2 separate regions of the Sus scrofa genome follow, and region 1 is linked to region 2. A link is a contact called in public Hi-C data. All regions are on one chromosome and are shown on one strand. The core of a region is the stretch at or near the end of the contact, and the rest is flanking DNA. Distances in the headings are between cores, read along the strand shown. Region 1 holds the start of MFHAS1 (malignant fibrous histiocytoma-amplified sequence 1). Region 2 has its middle 21 kb from the start of ERI1.

What was found. A called contact is a pair of places that touch in the nucleus more often than the background predicts.
Region 1: a Hi-C map of liver shows a contact between it and region 2, with 3 times the contacts expected there. The contact joins the promoter of MFHAS1 here to the enhancer-like site in region 2. A contact is called at or near these places in 3 of 5 promoter capture datasets (fetal liver and liver), 17 of 47 Hi-C or Micro-C datasets (alveolar macrophages, brain, embryonic fibroblasts and 9 more) and 2 of 2 datasets of contacts at active chromatin or transcription factors (alveolar macrophages and skeletal muscle).

The regions. Positions count from the first base shown.
Region 1 is chr15:56,199,097-56,201,796 of Sscrofa11.1, forward strand. MFHAS1 (malignant fibrous histiocytoma-amplified sequence 1) reads left to right here and starts at 1,359. Exons shown (of 3, transcript XM_021075967.1): 1 at 1,359-2,700. The coding sequence starts at 1,920.
Region 2 is chr15:56,143,361-56,146,060 of Sscrofa11.1, forward strand. No RefSeq gene overlaps it. Among named protein-coding and RNA genes, the nearest start is that of ERI1, 21 kb to the left of the region's middle. Within about 2 kb of position 1,316, at least 14 of the 83 cell types and tissues checked have an H3K27ac peak or open chromatin away from gene starts, as enhancers often do. A contact at or near this core is called in fetal liver and liver, where this site is marked.

The DNA.
Region 1 (2,700 bases), core at 109-2,608, 56 kb after region 2:
ATTAATTAATTAATTTTTGTATTTTTGCCTTTTTTAGAGCCACTCCCGAGGCATATGGAGGTTTCCAGGCTAGGGGTCTAATCAGAGCTGTAGCCAGCGGCCTATGCCAGAGCCACAGCAACACGGGATCCGAGCCACGTCTGCAACCTACACCACAGCTCAGGGCAATGCTGGATCCTTAACCCACTGAGCAAGATCAGGGATCCAACCGCAAATTCATGGTTCCTAGTCAGATTCCTTAACCACTGCGCCACGACAGGAACTTCTCAATGGCTCCCTTTAAAGAGACAAATTATTACTATTCAAATACCTGCACTTAATTTGGGTCCCCAAATGACAGCAACAATCCCTTGTAGGGGAGAGCCAACCAGGTGTTAACTGGTGCATTTAACCAATTACATTTAGCTTTGTGTCTCTGAGAGCTATTTGCTTCATTATTAATCAAGCTGGAGGCAATGACGGAGGTGCTACCCTGAGGCTGAATAGAGTTCAAGGTTTGGGCAAATTCTGAAGAAATTATTTACTTAGTGTAGATGTGACCGCAAAGAAATTCCAATAAATAAATAAATAAGTAAACAAGCAAGCAAGCAAGACTTGGAGTTGAGCATTGGGCTGTAAATTTTTCTTGACATAACTGCCATTTTCTTGAACCTACAGCATAATAAGGACTGTACAGTTGGGGATATGGTATTTGTTTCCTGAGGCTGTTGGGAGGATGTGTGGGACATCCCGGATAAAACACTGCGTGGCCCCCCTTTCTCCACTCCGCAGTAAGGCCGGCGAGGAGCCTGCTCAGAGCCTTCCTCAGGGGAGCAGAGAATGTCTGTCTCTGGTCGGTCTGCCATAAAATAAGGTCTCGATAAATATTTACCAAGTGAATGAATGGTTGCCTGCTTTTCTCGTTCTTTTGTTTAATCACACTCTCCTTTTAGGTTCCTACAATGAAACCCAGGCCCCTGCATGCTGCCGGTTCCACTAAGGTGTGGACATAGGGTGAGTGGAAGGGGGAAGAAGGGTAAGGAATGAGTCAGGGAGGCCTGGGATCCAACACGTGAGGGGAGAAGAGAAAGAAATTCTTAGAGGCGCAGGGCCAACAAAGAGCCAGACGCAGGCAGACTTAAGCAGGAGCGCCCCGGGGCCGTGATCTGCAGCCGGGACGGGCCACCAGCGCGCCTCCGGCTCAGCGGTGTCCAAGCCGCCGCCCGTGGAGGGCGAGGCGCCCCCAGCCCGGCTCAAGGCGCTGGTCCGCGGCCCCCGCCCCGGGGCGGTGCCGGGAACACGCGGCGTCTCCGCGGGTCACGTGGGGGCCGCTCCGCCGGGCGGCGCTGCCGCTTCCCGATCTCGCCCTCCCAGTGGCGGGGACGCGGCGCTCGCGCTCCCGCCGGAGCCCGGGGAAGCGGAGACTACGAGGCGGCCCGGCCCTGCGCCCACATCATGCCCGCAGCGGAGCGGGCCGCCGCCGTCCTCGTGGAGCTCGCGGAGGCGACGATGCTGCGGGCCGCGGGGCCGCGGCAGCGAGGGTAGCGGGGCTAGAATCGGCCCCGAGGCCCCGGAGGCGGGTGGAGCAGGAGGGGGAGCGGCAGGCATCCTCCGCGGCGCGGCGGGCGGGCGGCGGCCCTGCTGCCCCGGCGCGCCCCTGGCCCGAGAGCCCGGAGAATGCGAGCTGCGCTCCCCGCCGGCCGGCCGCCTCCCCCAGCGCCGCACGCCCGGCGCTCCCCGGAGCTTCTCGCGTCGCCGCTGCCCCCCAGCTGCGGGCGCCTGGCCGCTGGCTGCGCTAGGACCCGCCGCCGCTGGTCGCGGAGGGCTGGTGGGAAGGGAGGAGCGGGAGCTAGAGGGCCCCAGAGACTGGCGCCTGCCTGGGCGCAGCGCGGCATGTAGCTGCGGGCGCCCGCGCCAAGGTGTCAGCCCGGGACCCCACCATGGCTGGGACGGACAGTGGGAACCTGAAAACGGTGAGGCTGTGGCGGGACGCCGCCCTGCGTGCCAGAAAGCTGAGGAGCAACCTGCGCCAGCTCACCCTCAGCGCGGCCGGGGGCAGCCCAGGTGCCGACCAGATCGACTCCCCCGACGCCCCCCAGCTGGTGCTGCCGGCCAACATCGGGGACATTGAGGTGCTGAACCTGGGGAACAACGGCCTGGAGGAGGTGCCCGACGGGCTGGGCTCTGCGCTGGGCAGCTTGCGCGTCCTGGTTCTGCGCCGAAACCGCTTCGCCCGGCTGCCCCCCGCGGTGGCGGAGCTGGGCCACCACCTAACCGAGCTGGACGTGAGCCACAACCGGCTGAGCGTCCTGGGCGCCGAGGTGGTGAGCGCCCTGCGTGAGCTGCGGAAGCTCAACCTCAGCCACAACCAGCTGCCCGCCATGCCTGCCCAGCTGGGCGCGCTGGTCCACCTGGAGGAGCTGGACGTCAGTTTTAACCGGTTGACACACCTGCCCGACTCCTTCTCCTGCCTCTCCCACCTGCGCACCCTCGACGTGGACCACAACCAGCTCACGGCTTTTCCCCGGCAGCTGTTGCAGCTGGCGGCCTTGGAGGAGCTGGATGTGTCCAGCAACCGGCTGCGTGGCCTACCTGAAGATATCAGTGCCCTGCGTGCCCTAAAGATCCTGTGGCTGAGCGGGGCTGAGCTTGGCACCCTGCCCAGCGGTTTCTGCGAGCTGGCCAGCCTGGAGAGCCTCATGCTGGACAACAACGGGCTGC
Region 2 (2,700 bases), core at 66-2,565:
TAAAAAATGAGCACAGGATCTAATAGGGTTGAGAACTCTTCTTTTAGAAGGAAATGAAGCCTTGCTTTTCAGACTGGATCCAGAGAAATCTTGAACCTCAACTCTATATATAAGAATTTAAGATAAACTTCAAAATATAAAGTGTTGCTGGAGTTCCCGTTGTGGCACAGCAGAAACAAATCCAACTAGGAAACATGAGGTTGCAGGTTCGATCCCTGGCCTCACTCAATGGGTCAAGGATCTGTCATTGCCATGAGCTGTGGTGTAGGTCACAGATGTGGCTTGGATCTGGCGTTGTTGTGGCTCTGGTGTAGGCCAGCAGCTGCAGCTCCAATTAGACCCCTAGCCTGGGAACATCCATATGCCACAGGTGCGGCACTGAAAAGACTAATTAATTAATTAATTAATAAAGCGTTGCAAGTGTTTTCCAAACTATCTTCTCAGAATTACAAAGTTGCAAAATAAATGGAATATTATTTAATTATATGCAACAATTATATATTATATGTGCATTATATCTTATGCATTATCTATATATATAGCCATCTCTCTATATATATATCATATCTATCATCTATCTATAATATCAAGGACAGTGCATGCAATTGTATGAATATAAGCTAAGGTGTAACACTTTCCCCTCATGTAACTGTTTGAAATAAGCATTAACTCTTAATTCCAACATTTACTTCTAACCCAAAGGGAAGGGCACACTTTAAAATTTTTTTCAGCTGAGTTAGCACCATGCTAGACTTCATCATGAAAACATCCTTGTCATGCCAGTCTTTCTTCACCTCCTGCTCACCAGGCCCTAAAAGGGAGATTCATATCCATGGAAGAAAGTGCCTGGCTTTCTTGGGAGGCTTTCTTTCCTCCCTCAGTAGAAGCCTGATCTTGTTTGTGACAGTTGCCATAGGAGTAGCCCTTGTTGCAAGGGTGACTCTGTCACTAAAACAAATACATACAAAGAGCTGAGAAGCAGATTTCAGCCTCCAGTGCTTCAAACCCGGAGGAATGAAAACAATCTGTGAAATTTAAATAGAATAAATCCCAGTGCCCCCAAGGGAAGTGGGAGTTTATTTTTAGGCTGCAAGCACTGTCATCCAGGCTTTAGGAATGACAGACTGAACATTCAGAGCTAAGCACTGCCTGTTTGCAGCCCTAAACTGGGCTGGGGAGGCAGAAAATAAACCAGCCCCATGTGGGGGCTTCATTCCCAGCCACCTCGGCTGCCTGCTCCTGCAACCTGTTAGCCTTGGCCACCATTCGAATAGGGGGGCTCAGAGCAGATCCACTTGTTTAGCATCTTTGCCATCCCTGGTGCCGGGGCTTGGGGCGGTGGTGACAGGCTAGGCTAGGCAGGCAGGTGGAGCCAGTGCTGTATGATGCAGTGGCTGGGCAGCATGGTAGCAACGATCACCAACCCATGCTGGAGCTGCCCCTGGTTCTTGGCACCCTGGTGGGAACCAGAGTGATCCTGGAGGTGCAGTGCACCCAAGGCGAGCTCTTGCCAAGATTGTACCAGTGGACGAATGCTCACCAGGTCCATGCCAGCTCCACAAGAGGCAGGACCTGGACCAGTCCCCAGACGGCTGAACAAACCAGATAGCAGAGGAAAGTATTCAGTGCCTTACTTATAAAACATTATCAGAGCATCATAGTCCTGGCTTGGTTTTGAAATGCTAGTTTTCAATTATATTATTATTGACCTTTTATTATTACAAATAAATATTAAAATTCAGCATTGAGTTATTTAAAAATTCCTGTTACTGATGTGGCAGGTTAAAGATCCAGCATTGTCTCTGGGTGACATAAGTCTGATCCCCAGCTGGCACAGTGAGCTAAGGTCCTGCGTTGTTGCAACTGTGGCAAAGGTCATAGCTGGGGCTGGGGTTTGATCCCTAGCCCAGGAACTTCCATATGCCACCAGTGCCATTAAATAAATAAATAAATGTTAATAGATTTTTTTTAAAAGGGCAGCTTCAGGAATTCCCATGGTGGCTCAACAGAAATGAATCTGAGTAGTATCTATGAGGACACAGGTTTGATCCCTGGCCTCACTCAGTGGGTTAAGGATCCAGCATTGCTGTGAGCTGTGGTGTAGGTCCCAGACATGGCTCGGATCTGGCGTTGCTGTGGTTGTGGCGTAGGCCAGTGGCTACAGTTCCAATTCGACCCCTAGCCTGGGAACCTTCGTATGCTGTGGGTGAGGCCCTAAAAAAAGACCAAAAAAAAAAAAAAAAAAAAAGGCAGATTCAGTTTTACAGAAAAATTGAACAGAAAGTCTGGAGAATTCCCTGTGTCCCTTCTCCCCTCCCCACAGTTTCTCTATTGACATCTTACATTAGTGTAGTACCTTTGTTACCACTGATCAATCAATATGGCTACAATATTATTAACTGAGTCCATAGTTTACATTAGGCTTCACTCTTTGTATTGCATTGTTCTATGAGTTTTGACAAATGAATGTCATAAATGGGTCATTAGAGTGTCATACAAGTAGTTCCACTGTTCTAAAACTCCCGTGTGCTCCACTTACTTATCCCTCCCTCCTTCATCCCGCTCCCAACCAATGGCAACCTGATCTTTTATGTCACCATAGTTTGAGTCTCCTATAGATGAATTACTAAACTTCATAAATGCCGTGGCCAAATGCTGATCACTGTTTGAATTATGCTTTGATACAATAATTAAATAAAT